Regions from separate parts of the Mus musculus genome. Here region 2 is linked to region 1. A link is a contact called in public HiChIP or PLAC-seq data. All regions are on one chromosome and are shown on one strand. The core of a region is the stretch at or near the end of the contact, and the rest is flanking DNA. Distances in the headings are between cores, read along the strand shown. Region 1 holds the start of Gm42113 (a long non-coding RNA gene). Region 2 has its middle 6.2 kb from the start of Cxcl10.

Region 1 (7,392 bases), core at 277-2,776:
CTGGGAAACAGATGTGGTAATCTGGAGTTCCTGGAGCCAGAAAAATATATCTGGTAAACAGCAATGCAAAGAAGTTGGATGTTAAACATGGGCGGCTTCTTATCCTTGGAGCCCCAAAGCACAACTATACAGATAAGGAATGGATTGGCACAACTTGGAAACAAGCAAGGTAGTGAGTCTGCAGTGTTCTAGTATCTCCTGCACACCCATCCTCTGCTGAGTGCTATACTCTGTTGACAAGCAACCATGGTTGTCAACCAAGGAGCAGGAGGCATGACCCTGTGTTGCTAGCTGTGTGGTGCTAGATTCTCACTAGCTTGATGATGTCAACAAGCCTGTCAGATGTGTTCATAGTCTGGTTTTTATCACAAACACTTTTTTCCTAGACTAGAGAGACATCAATTTAAAGCACTTGCTCTCACGCGGGTTCAGATCTTATCACCAACATAGTAGCTCACATGCATCTGTAACTCCAGTTCTGAGATATTTGACACCCTCTTCTTATCAGGCATACATGTGATAAACATGCATACATGCAGGCAAAATACTCATAAAAGAAATCTAAAAAATTCAAAGCAGGAGTCATTTACCCTGCTGACCTCAGCAAGCTAGTACTGCAGTTCACAGTGTTCATGCATGGGGAATATCATAGGCTGATGTTGATTTTCCTTGTTTCAGAGAAATGACAACCCATCATGTAATCAAGAGATCTACTTCTTAAATGAGCTATTATACATAAATATATCTAATATGTGATGAGGATGATGGGATTTTGAAGTAGTGCATGTGTGTCACATATCTAAATACCTTCTCATTTTCTCACATGCGGTCTCTTTTAAGAACTTCTTACGTTTAACGATAATGCGCTCTTCCTTCTCCCCCATCTCCAGGGTTTCCTGCTAACTCATGAACTGTACCAAGAAAGAGGAAACACAGCTTCAGCAAGCAGTTAATATCTAACCCAGCACATTAATACATAACCAAGTGTCCGTGGTTGGCAGCAACTGCTGTCGCAGCATAGAGAGGTGGTGGACCACATGCTTTCATGATTTCATTATTGACCCCTAGCATCTCCCCATATGGTAATCAGGAGATCTAATTCTTCTCACGCCCAGGGCTCTCTGCAGCTTAGTAGCCTGAGTCAGTTCCTCATCCTTGCCTGGCTCACCTCTGAATGTTCCTACTAAGCCATGGAACCAACAACCCAGCAAGACATTTTAAGCCTTTTGATACTCATCTGACTGCTGTTTGGAACAGGTTGGTGGGCAAATTGTTGTCAGAACTAAGTTTTCATTGAGAGAGAATGAAGTAACCGAAGCAGCCAAACCAGGGCCTTGTGTTGACTTAAGCACATCACCATAAATAGCAGAGGACTTGTGATTTATTCCGCTCTCCCACAGTTCTCAGAGACAAACAAGAATGAATTCTGGCCTGAGCTTTCTTTTTCTGATTCTGGGGAAATGTCTGTCACAAAGTGAAAGTAAAAATTGCACTAGCAAAGTGAAGAACACAAAGGCAAGGCGAGAGTAAACAAAGTGTTCCCTTGGAAAAGGCCAGGAGATTCTGCACAAATATTCCCACGGGTCCTTGCCATGTGGGAACCCAACTCCTCAGGCCTTGCCATAAGTCAAGTGTGACTCACATCACAGTCATGCACCTTTCCAAAGTAACAGCTTGGCCACCGACAATTTGTCTCGTGTGTGTGTGTGTGTGTGTGTGTGTGTGTGTGTGTGTGTGTGTGTGTGTGTGTATGTATGTATGTATGTATGTATGTATGTATTTTGGTCCCTGGGACTTGAACCAAGGCTTCCCCCACACCCTACCACTAAGCTGCATACCCATGGTGCCCCACCCATCTGTCTCTTATTACCATTCTGGAACTCTTTCCTCCAAACCAGCTGCCGACTTCCCGTAGGTACGAATTGACCCTGGACTTGGTTGCCTAACACATTTACGCCTATTGGGGAAAGTGACCTTGAGTACAGCTTCTCACTGTCTTCTTGGCAACTACCTAGTTAAGCTAGATGAAGAATGTTACATGCTGGGAGCTAACTGTGTGCCATGAAACTTGCAATTATGGATCTTTTCGTGGACAGGAATCTCTATGGAGATGATAAAGCTGTCGAATGAACCCAGGTATTGCAATCCTCCTAAACAGGTATGGGCTTAGGGAAGCACAGGCTGAGTGTCGGAAGCCAAGACACTGTCCATATTGTAGCCACCAAGCCTCTGGATGGAACATGGGTATAGGTGCTAAGTATTGTTATCTCACATCCCTCTATAACAGCAGTTCTCAACCTGTGAGAAGTGATGACATGGAGGTGGAACAACCCTTCCACGAGGGTCTCAAATCAATCAGATGTCCTCTATATAAGATATTTATGTTAGGTTTCATAACACTAGCAAAGTTTACTCTGCAGAAGTACAACGAAAATAACTTTATGGTGGTCACCATAACATGAGGAACTGTATTAAAGGGTCACACAGCATCAGGAAGGTTGAGAACTACTGATTAGAATGAAGTCTATTGTGCCATACAAGTTTGATTGAAAGAACTGCTGACCATTGTTGGTAAAATAATTGTTTTAAGGGTTGATACTCAAAGCCTAACGTCAATTTGTCTTCTCCTACCTTATGGCCAGAAGTGACTCACAGCCATGTGCTGGTCTAAGCACTGTTAAACAAATCGAGACCAGTGGGTACCTTGCCTGATTGCAGTTCACCCATGTCTGGGAGTGCTTGAATAGAAATCTCTCCATGAAGTGCCTAGCTTTATGGGAATGAGGGATTTGTAAATGAAAAGTTTAAGTGTGAGAGGGAAACACAGAGCCCTGGTCTGCAAGGACATGGGCTAGGGAGCCATGTATGCTCATTCTGTATATGGAAGGCATGTGCACAGGGTATAACAGAATCTACTGTCAAGATTTCACTTTCAGCTCTTTGCCTAGATGCAGGAGGATCAGCACCAGAAAGTCCTACTTACTAGTTGACCTTCCTGTTAGAGAATTATGTCACAGGCCAGACAGGTACCTCAAACACCAAGGATTCATTCAGCTTAGACTTCCACCCTGCTGTTCATCACCAAAGGAAGTCAGTGCAGGAACCCAAGCAGGGCAGGAATCTAGAGGCAGAAGCTGATGCAGAGATTATGGAGGGATGCTGCTCAACTGGTTGGCTTCCCTTGGCTTGCTCAGCCTGCTTTCTTATAGAACCCAGGACTACCAACCCAGGAATGGCACTGTCCACAATGGTCTGGGTCCTCCAATTGATCATTAATTGAGAAAATGCCTTACAGCTGGATCTTTTTTTTAAAAAAGATTTATTTATTTATTTTATGTATATAGGTACACTGTAACTGAACACATGGTTGTGAGCCTTCATGTGGTTGTTGGGGATTGAATTTTTAGGACCTCTGCTTGCTCTGGTTGGCTCTACTTGCTACAGACGCACCAGAAGAGGGTGTCAGATCTCATTATGGGTGGTTGTGAACCACCATGTGGTTGCTGGGATTTGAACTCAGGACCTTCAGAAGAGCAGTCAGTGCTCTTACCCACTGAGCCATCTCACCAGCCCCCTTACAGCTGGATCTTATGGAGGCATTTTCTCAACTGAGGCTCCTTCCTCTCTGATGACTCTAACTTGTGTCACGTTGTCATAGAACCAGCTGGTATGATTACTTTCATACTTCAAGAGGGAACAACCAGGGCACAACCAATGTGAACAAAGCAAACAACAAACAAACAACAAACAAACAAACAAACCCAAACAGTACAAATGATGCAGAGTCTAATATCTGGTATTTACTCCTGATCATTTGTGCTCTTCCAAAAATCTTGGAAGTCTCCCTCCCTGACTTCACTCTTCAGGCATGAGCCCGTTTCCTCCGGCTGAGCTTCCAAACACTTCCCAAAGAAGCCTTTGAATCCTTCATGACCGACTTGTGGTGACTCCGCATCCCAGAGGGACAGATGGATGAGTAGACTGTTGACATCCTTCACAAATGATGAGCCAGGGCTACTATTGCTGTTCCCTTCCTGAGAGATAGGCTCTGTGTTCACAGAGATGGAGGAGACAAGTCACCAGTGTTTGCCTTTTTGCTTCATATAGCTTCATGGGCAGATACAGAGAGACCTTCCCTCCCAACTGAGGCAAATTTAAATGCATATCTCTGTGGGTTTATATGTTTAAATCACAATTAAAGGAGTCAGGATGCCCTCTCTGTTTGCTAGACACACCCCACGGAGTCTGCTCAAGGCCTTGAATGCAGGGGTGAGACAGGTCCTCACTTCACCCACCGCATCCTACAGCATGGAATGCAGGCTGCCCTCTCTGCTATTTCCATTTTTCTTCTGCGTGATGGAATCCCTGATTCCTAGCTAGACTTTTGATTAGGAAGACTAGACTTTTGATTAGGAAGAAAGGAAGGAAGGAAGGAAGGAAGGAAGAAAGAAAGAAAGAAAGAAAGAAAGAAAGAAAGAAAGAAAGAAAGAAAGAAAGAAAGAAAGAAAGGAAGGAAGAAAGAAAGAAAGGAAGAAAGGAAGAAAAGAGAGAGAGAGAGAAAGAAAGGGAGGAAGAAAAGACAAGACAGACAAATAAACTATGTCCTAATTGCTTTTATTTTCCTGATTCTTCTACAAAGACCTGGTAATGGTGGGAGATATAATAAATAAATAAATAAGTACTTATTATAGTCTGCTTTTTGTGCTTGGTAAAACACTGATCAAAACCAGCTTGGGGAAAGAATTTGTATTTAGCTTACAGGTTAGAGTCCATCACTGAGAGAAGCCAAAGCTCAATACACGAACTTTGGGAGAGACGGCTGAGGAAAGCTTCTTCCTGCTCGCTTCCCTGGCTTGCTCTGCTAGCTTATTTATTTATTTATTTATTTATTTATTTATTTATTTATTTATTTTTCGAGACAGGGTTTCTCTGTGTAGCCTTGGCTGTCCTGGAACTCACTCTGTAGACCAGGTTGGCCTCGAACTCAGAGATCCGCCTGCCTCTGCCTCCCAAGTGCTGGGATTAAAGGTGTGCGCCACCACGCCCGGCTTCTGCTAGCTTTTTTTTTTTTTTTTTTTTTTTTACACAGCCCAAGTACACCTGCTATATCACTATAGCATCACCCACGCATGGTACGTGGGCCGCCTACATCCTTTGAATCAAGAAAACACCCCCACAGGCATCTGCACAGGCCAGTCTGATGGAGGTAATTCCTCAGATGAGATTCCCTTGTCCTACGGCTAGAGAGATGGCTCAGTGGCTAAGGACACTGACTTAACCACTTAATGATGGACGCAGGTACAAATCCTAGCACCCACATGGCAACTCACAATTGTCTGTATACTCCAAGACCCAACACTCTCGTTTACATGCAGGCAAAACAGCAATGCACATAAAATAAAAGTAGGTGAATTTTTTAAAAAGAGAGATTCCCTCTTCCTGATCATGTGTAGGTTTGGGTCAAGTTGACAAAACCTGCCCAACACAATTACATGGTAACCAGTGTAATGTAAGCTTTTTATTGACACATCAGGTAGGGAGGAGTCACTGTGGTGCAGGAAGGAGCTGGAAGCATGATCCGACTGTAGCATGGGCACTGTGTGGGGGAAGAGGCTTTTCTGGGCTGTGAGGAACCCTACTATCTTGAATCTCCCCGCCTGTCGGGAGTAAGAGGACCCCCAGTCAGAGAAAGGTCAGCTTCTGTTGTGAGTGGGAATGATGGGACCACAGTAGTTCTTCTGCTCAGTGGCGGCTTCCTCTGATAGAAACAAGAATCAAGACAGAAATGCACTTATAAAAAAAAATGACATATAAAAATCGCACAGCTAGTATATGTATCCATAAAAGTGACATGGCTATTTTGTGTAATAATGTTTTTAAGTGATATGGGAAGGGTGGGAAGAATTCTCAACAAGACCAGACTCTTTTCCGTTTCGTTCTCCTCTTACTAACTTCTACTGCTTCGCACGTGTGGGGTAATAAAATCTGTCTTATCTGTGTGCGACATGCTGCTGTCAGAAGAGACCAATAGGTGTCCTCCTCCCTCCCTCTCTGCCTCTCTCCTTTCAGACAGGGATCTTTCCCAGCCAGGAAGTCATTGTCCTGTCCATCTACCCGGGATCCCAGGCGACAGGTCTGTGGGGACACCCTGCTTGTCATGTGGGAGCTGGGACCCAAAGTCTGGTTCCTTGTAGTTGTGGTCAGAAGAAGGCATCTGATCGTCTGGAATTGGTGTTACAGATGGTCATGATGGCTCATGTAGGTGCTGGGAACCGAACCTGGATCCTCAGCAAGAGTAGCAAGGGTTCTTAACTGCCGGGTCAAGTCTCCAGGTAGGTCCCAAACAAGAACTTTGAAAACATAGTTTTGAAGTTTTTTTGGTTTTGTTTTTTAATTATAATTATGCGATTTTAAACAAGTGTTCTCTTTCTTTAAAAAAACCTCTCAGATATTTTCATAGATAACATAATTGAAAACTGCCTCCTTTAGCATTTTCAAGGAACAGTATGGTATGGTAGTTCTTTATTTGGGGGGGGGGTAAGTATTTTAGTTGCTAAATGATGGTTTAGGGCTTTATGAAAAAGAAGCTATGGATTGGCAGAGTGTCCAAAGTCATCCGATCCTTCTACTCCCCGCCTTCCCCTTTACCTCCCCCAAGTCTTCATCCTCTCTGAGCACTAGAGAATAAAACAGAGAATAAAAACTTACACAGATTTTAAAGAATTCACAGAACCTCTGGCAGTGCTGCAAGAAAAGGAAAGGAACGGTCACAGCTCAGGTGATTGTTAGCGACTCTAAGTTTAAGTGTGTTTTGCTTTTGTTTGGTTTTTCAAGACAGGGTTTCCCTGTGTAGCCCTGGCTGTCCTGAAACTCACTCTGTAGACCAGGCTGGCCGGGAACTCACAGAGATCTGCCTGCCTCTGCTTCTGGAGTGCTGGGATTAAAGAGGTGCACCACCACTGCCCGGCTAAGTGTATTTTCCAATGTTTTGAAGAAAGCTCTCTTAAGAAAACATTTACACAGATTGCTTCAGGGTCATCATACGGAAGTGGAGGGGGCTGGGGGTTAGCTGGGCAGTGACGCACACTTATCTCTCTGCTCTTCTATTTAAAATATGAGAGAAGAAGCCATTTGGTAGCTGTCTGAGCGTAGTAAGCATCTTCGGGAAGATTTGAAGCATCAGGAGATTGCCAAGAGGCCACAACCTATAGTTTAAATCTGAGTCAAAGACAACAGCTAAAAAAAAAGTACAAAGGTGGCTGCCAGATTTCTTGACAAAAAGGGAAGAAAAGAAAAGAGCTTTACTGATTGACATAAAGTTCTCTAAAGGGAACATGTTACATGCAACTTTGAGAGGGATTTGAACATCATAACAGATATATCTAAGAAACC
Region 2 (6,998 bases), core at 947-3,446, 150 kb after region 1:
ATGCTAAGCAAATCTGATTAAGGCAAATTGTTTTTATTATTATTATTATTACTATTACTATTTTGGTTTTCCAACACAGGGTCTTCCTATGTAGCCCTGGGAGTCCTGGAACTCACAATGTACATTAGGCTGGCCTTGAACTCAGAGTTACCCTTCCACCTGCCTCTGCCTCCCAATGCTTATGATTAAAGGCCTGTGCCACCATGCCCACCCTAAGATGCAAACTAAAAAGTCTGTTCCTTGCTGGTGTGGGCTGTCCCACAACTGGGGTGGCTATCCAAGACATTCGTGTCCCAGTGCCTGGCATGTGAAGTAGCAATATGTGTTCTGCCTGCTGAGAGCAGAAGCTGCTACAGACTGGTCTCAGTCTGTCCTTTCGCCCCCAGGAGAATCAGAGTCCTGGTACAGGTGGGCAGGGAGTCGGCAAAAAGTGACAAACAAATATGGACACAAGGGAGTGTTGTATCTGAATGTAATTTTGTCAAAGTGAGCATCCGACTTAAATATTACAGAAGAAAACAAAGAAGTTAGGTGTCACAACAGCCAAGGTACATTGAAGTTATCTGACACAAAACAGAAATGCCTTCAAAAGACTGGCAGGAACCAGGCAATGTTTACAGTTAAGATAAAAACAGTCCAGCCTAGAGACAGCTAATGACAGGGGCCAGGTGAGGATTTCATACCCTAATCACAATTTATGCTATTCTATGCTATGAGCCTTATGAAAGCTTGTACCAGGGGGTTCTGCTCAAACAGACCTTTTCATGAATAATGCAATACTGTAGTTCCTCCTCAAACCACAAACCTCCTTTTTCCTAGGCCATGGTAAATTCTTGCATATGGGAGTAACTTGGCTGCTCTTTTAAATATCTGTAGGGAATCTCCATTTGTCAAAAGAACTCACCAACTTTCTTCTAATATGCAATGTAGTCTGCCATACCTGACTGTAGTGAAGATTCTTTTTTTTTTTTAAGATTTATTTATTTATTTATTTATTATATGTAAGTACACTGTAGCTGTCTTCAGACACTCCAGAAGAGGGAGTCAGATCTCGTGATCGGATGGTTGTGAGCCACCATGTGGTTGCTGGGATTTGAACTCCTGACCTTCGGAAGAGCAGTCGGGTGCTCTTACCCACTAAGCCATCTCACCAGCCCTGTAGTGAAGATTCTAAGTATACCTTGTTAAGCTTGCCCTGAGATTTCTAACTCCTATCTGACACAGTGAGATGCCTGATTACTAACTGTCAACACTGGGGCATTTCGTCTGGATGAATGACATTCTTACGACATTCCAAGCCCAGGGTCAGCTCAAGGACTGCCTAGGACATTGGTGAAAGCCAGGGAGTAAAAAGCCAGGGAGTAAAGTCCAACCTGATTTAGGTATTTGTAAAATCATTTCTTGGAGGCACCTATAAGAAAACTATAATGAAAGAAAGCACACAGATCCATACACTGACTAACACAGGGACAGGTTTGGAGCATTCTTGCTGTGGGAATGCCAAGGTTCCAGGAGGCTAAGTGTCCGTAAAGCTCTTTGCCTCGAGACTGTGTCCAAGCCGTTAGGCCTGTCATGCAGACTTCACTGGAGTGGGTGGCAAGAAGCAGGACAAAGATTCCTTCTCTTGTTTTGCATGGGCGCCTGCTCAGGGCATCAACCTCATGGATGTAAGCAACATGGGAAACCATTTCAGAGCAGGGGTGGTTTGTACATCAGTAAGAAACCTGCTGTTAGTGTTCCAGCCGCTGCTGACCTACAGGGGGTAGTTGAATGGGAAAAAAAAAAAAAAAAAGAAAAATGATCACTTTTAAAATATATTTTTTCTTTCAGCAATTCCCAAGGCTTTTTTTGGCACATTTGCTTCGCTAGTATTTATTCACTGTTGGGGGTTAACTTTGAAAGAGAGGGAGAGTTACAGAAGTTAGTTTCAGTTTCCACTTCATAGATTTGGCCCGTGGTTACAGCACCAGACCAGAGAAATAAAACCCAATAAAAGCAACCTGTTCTTAACTGCGAGTGAGCACAGACCCCCCCTGCCATCACAAAGGCTTTCTGAGAAACGAAAGCTCTTAGAAGAAGCTCAGAAGCAGAGGCTTCAGAAGCTCGCAGACGGGATTCCCCTCGTTGCTGCAGGGCACCGCTCTGTCCAATGTCCTATGTCAGCAACTTCCCCTGCGCAGCTCTGACTCGGCGCTGGCTGGGTGGACTGCTCCAATGCTTCCCGGTGACACAATCAGCTCTTCACTCCCTGCCAGCTTGAGCCCAGGGCAAAGGAGGTGCTGGCAAAGGGGTGGCAGACACAATCGTGTCTGGGAATGCCCGATGTGGAGCTCATTCCAATGGTTCTCAACCTGGGGGTCCAGACCCCCACACCAGCAAGTTATATTACAATGGATGGCAGTAGCAAAATTATAGTGATGAAGTAACAATGAAAATAACTTCATGGTTGGTGGTCAGCACAACACGAGGAACTGTATTAAAGGGTCACAGCAGTAGGAACGTTGAAAACTGTTTTGTTCTTCTTCCAGACAGGGTTTCTCTGTGCTGCCCTGGCTCTCCCAGACCTCACTCTGTAGACCAGGTTGGCCTTGAACTCACAGAGAGTCACTGTTTTAGACCATACAGTGACTGGTTTTTATTTTGGTGCTGAAGATCCAAATCAGAACCTTAGACATGCTTGGGCAGATGCTCTACCACTGAGCTATGCCATGGCCCCAGCTTCTGTTTGTTTGTTTGTTTGTTTGTTTGTTTGTTTGTTTTTGCAGTGGGGGATTCCTTGGATGATGCAGTTAACACTGCTGATATCTGTTTGCTTTTATACAGAGTTCACAGGCTGTAGATAAATTAGCACTAGAACTGGAGACCTCTAAGAAAGAGTTTTACTGGAAAGTCAGTTTACCTTGTGGATTAATACTAGCACAGAGTGGACTTATAAGCAAGGATACCCCTTTGAGTGTGCGGGTCCTGATGGTTAAAACAAAGGGGAACAGAAAGACAAATTCTTACAGATGATAAAATTCCAAAGAAAACTCTAACGTAACACATTTAACCCAGTCTAGTTAGATATTACTAGCAGCTAGTGTTCTGGGGTGGGAGTGCGGGGAGTGGGCATCTACATGGGAGGCAAATGATTTTAAGATGTTATATAAAAATAATTTATACCAAGTGTGGATGAATCTGAGATTCTACCAACTAAAATAGTACCGTGTTAACCAGCTCACAATTGCCCCTGTGACAAAGTTCCGCAAGCCAAAAGCCAGCCAAATGGCGTCTTGTCTGGGCATGTGCATTTGTCGTAGGCACAGCATGGTGTTTGTGCTTCATGGCCCAGAGCGAGTTTTATGCTGATGTTCCAGTCCCTGCCAACCCTGCACGGGGTGTTTACATGGGGGGAGGCGGAAGTGGAAATGAAGGAAAATGATAACTTAAAAATACATTATTTTCTTTCAAATATCCTCAAGGCTTTTGTTGCATTTATTTTGCTAGTATTTAAAGTTCAGGGCTCACTTAGAAAGAAAATAAGAGTTGAAGAACTTAGTTTCAAGTCAGGTGTGGTGGCACAGACCTTTAATCCCTGCACTCCGGAGGCAGAGGTAGGAGGATCTCTGTGAGTTCGAGGCCAGCCTTGTCTACAAGAATGAGTTCCAGGACAGCCGGGGCTATTGTACAGAGAAACCCTGTATTGGAAAAACCAAACCAAACCAAACCAAACCAAACCAAACCAAAGAGAACAGCTTAGTTAAGTTTCCCTTTCCACTGATTCAGTCGTCCACACATTAAAAACCAGAGCTCAGGATAGGGTTAAATTTGGAAGATGGGGTAGCAAAAAAAAAGATGTTCTTTAATGACCTTGAATTTGGGTGGAGAGTGACCAAGTCTTCATGTTACAAACACATGCAGATGCATGGCTTAGGGATATAAGTTTACAGGGTCACTAAGCAAAATGACAATCCAGCCTGGATACAAGAGGTCCAGTAAAAACTAGTGCTGTATGAAGTGGCACATGTAATCGCAGCACTGGGAAGGCAGAGGAAGGTGGGCCACTGTGAGTCTGAACCCAGCCAAGGCTTCCTAGTACCTAAGCTCCTGACGCTACCCTGGATATTAAGCGGTGGTGATATTTTCAGTCGGCAAAGTGACTGAATTTATTAAAAATCATGTAGTAAAATCAACATTTACTGCATGTTTTCACCTGTGTGAGGCCGTACTATTTTATTTATTCATTTAACTAAAGTCTTAGACTGTTTTGAACAGCTCAGCGATGTTCCATAGCAAGATTCTAGCCTAAGCCTAGGCAGTCAAGTCCCAGAGTCTTTGAGCACACTGCTGTGCTGTCTGTCTGTGTTAGCTTTGCTGTCCCCCTCTGTTGGCAAGGAAGACTCAATGACGTGGATCAATGAATCAGGACATTGGCTCTTCTCAACTTGAGAAGTGTAAACTGAGGAAGAAGCAGTCCTCTTATTCTGACCAAGGTCAAAGGGAGTGCATGTCCCACAGGGACTTCTGGAGAGTAGAAGATAGATACAGCTGTGAATTTGAGAAGATATATGTTTCTCAACAAGAAATCTTTTACTATAATGTTAAAGTAACAAACTTCTGAGCATTGCGTAGAGATCAAGCTGATAATCCATACACTAATTATATTATAGATGAAAACCACTCATAAGCAGGTAACAGTGAACAACAACAAAATACCTTGTAGGAGTTGATGGTTGTGTTTTAAAGAAGACTTGGTATAAATCCATAATGTGATAGAGCGAAGCCCTCCTGGCTTCCTCATCGTGGCCTGGGGAGTGTTGTGTTCTGCTTCTGCCGTGTGGATTTCCTCTCTCCTCATATTAACTTAGCTCAAGCCCTTTGTTTGCTCCCCTTTTAGTAAAAATATTCTTTTATCATAAATAAATCCTGATTACACTTTCCAAACCCTTCCTCTACTCTCCTATTCCTTCCCCTCCTCTCTCACTCTCTTTCTGTTTCATTAGAAAAGAACAGGCTTCTAAGAGATAACAATCAAACACGACAAAATAAAATACAGTAAGACACTACAAAAGCCATCACATCGAGGCTGGACAAGGCATCCTAACAGAAGGAAGCAACCACAAGAGCTGTAGTGCATGCACAGAGGGCCTGCTGCAGGCCTGTGTGCGTCTGCCCTGTGCCTGCTGCTTCAGGGTCTGTTGAGTTCCTGTGAGGTTTGCTCAGTTGGTGTAGAGACCCGTGTTCTCCTCTGGTGTCCTCCATACCTTCTGACTCTTACAACCTTTCTGTCTGCCTTTCCAGGGTTCCCTGAGCTCCGAGGTGGGGAGATTTGATGCAGATGTCCTATTTAGAGCTCCGTGTTCCAAGGTCTGGCACTCTCTGCATATTGTCTGGCTGTGAGTCTCTACATTTGTTCCCATCTGCAGCTGGAGGTAGCTTCGCTGATGCTGGCTGAGCAAGCACCAGTTTATGAGTATAGCTGAACGTTGTTAGGAGTTAATTTATTGCTATGTTCCCTTAGCAGACCAGTAGTGTTTGGCTTTACCCCCGCTCTCTGGGCTATCTTAGTCACCCAAGAAGTATTGGGTATGGGTTCCTTCTTGTGAAGTGGTCCCTAAATCATATCAGACATTGGTTGGTTACTTCACAAGCTTTGTGCCACCATTGCCCTAGCATATTTTGCAGGCAGGACATCATTGTAGATCAGAGGTTTTTGTGGCTGGATTAGTGTTTATGTTTTTCTCATGGTAGCCTGCAGATTACCTTCCCATACCAAAGACACTAGGACATAGGGGTGAAGGTTTATGTAGGCACCAGTTTTCCTTCTCCATGTTCAGTGGATTGTGTGGGTGTTGTCTTCGGGAATGGGGCGGTGCTATCAGTTTGTAGAGAGTGGCTGTGTTTTTCTTCAGATGGAAGGGTATCTTGGGACTTGGAAGCCCAGGAACCATCTCTGAGGGAAGACGATGTCCCAGTGGAAGGGCATCCTGAGACACGGGAGCTCTGAGACGAAGGCTCCTCAGCAGAGGTGCTGCAGCTTCCAGGGGGGCATCCCCAGCTGAGCTGAGGCACCCAGGACCCTCAGCCCTGATCCACTTCTCTTCTTTGCTTCTTTTCTTCTCAGCTTCTTTAGGCGAGTGAGTCACACCAGGCAAGAAATCTCATAAAAGAGATTAATTGGAGGGTCCAGGGTGTGGAAGAACGAATCCAGGGATAGCTGTCCTCTGCTCCCAGGAGTGGACAACAGGACAAAAAGGCCGTGCTTATATAGGGGTTCTGAGGGGGTGGAGCTTCTCAGGGCAGAGGTTTCCAGAGTGAGGACTGGTGGGATTTCAAGTCTTGAGTTTGAGGAACTCAGGGATTGGTGGGTTTCCTGCTCAGGGATTGGTGGCTTTTTTTCACCCTCCCCCCCCCCCCCCCCGCATGCGGCCCCAGGGTTAGGGTGGGAAGTCCTTCTCTGCTTCAGCTGGCTTTTGCTGAGGGGCTGCTGGGGTTCGGGGAGGCTGGAGAGGAGGTGCTGCCAGTGTGGACAGCTCCTGCGTGGTGTTTCACGAAAGCTGTAGGGTGAGGCAGGAAAGAAGGTGTCGCCACAGTGGACAGCTCCTGAGGGGCAGCTCCCACTGAGCCGGGGAAGGTAGTGCACCACCGCGGACAGCTCCCGCAGCTCCTGAGACAGCCGCGGGCTGAAGAGATGAGGTACAGTCATTTTTGATGCTATAATTTTGGACAGCTCCTGTAGGGCATTTTACTGTCCTGCCGTAGGCATCTTCCAGAAGAAACTCTCTTTTTGGTACTTACACAAAACTGAAGTTGAAAGTCACATCATGACTTCAGACCTGCCCAGCCCAGTTACCGCTGTCTTGAAGGAAGAATTAGTGACTAAGACAAGAGGAAGCACCTACTCTCCCCCTTCCAGAAAGACACCAGTTTTGTAAGTGGGTATTATTTAGAATCCAAAGACTGTGCTGACATCATAAGTATTTACGTTTATTAATTAGTTATATTCTCAGTCCTTTAAG

What was found. HiChIP or PLAC-seq counts read pairs in DNA pulled down with a chosen protein or histone mark.
Region 2: a contact with region 1 is called in an HNF4G HiChIP or PLAC-seq map of pancreatic cancer cells. The contact joins two enhancer-like sites. A contact is called at or near these places in 4 of 39 promoter capture datasets (the C10 cell line, the HPC-7 cell line, liver and 1 more) and 2 of 115 datasets of contacts at active chromatin or transcription factors (bone marrow-derived macrophages and pancreatic cancer cells).

The regions. Positions count from the first base shown.
Region 1 is chr5:92,204,390-92,211,781 of GRCm38.p6, forward strand. It overlaps Gm42113 (a long non-coding RNA gene), which reads left to right and starts at 5,095. Exons shown (of 3, transcript XR_880430.2): 1 at 5,095-6,133; 2 at 6,241-6,332. It overlaps U90926 (cDNA sequence U90926), which reads right to left. Exons shown (of 5, transcript NR_033483.1): 4 at 6,709-6,744; 5 at 5,506-5,758. Within about 2 kb of position 1,527, at least 88 of the 459 cell types and tissues checked have an H3K27ac peak or open chromatin away from gene starts, as enhancers often do. A contact at or near this core is called in liver and pancreatic cancer cells, where this site is marked.
Region 2 is chr5:92,351,630-92,358,627 of GRCm38.p6, forward strand. It overlaps a transcript of Art3 not described here. Among named protein-coding and RNA genes, the nearest start is that of Cxcl10, 6.2 kb to the left of the region's middle. Within about 2 kb of position 2,197, at least 208 of the 459 cell types and tissues checked have an H3K27ac peak or open chromatin away from gene starts, as enhancers often do. A contact at or near this core is called in liver and pancreatic cancer cells, where this site is marked.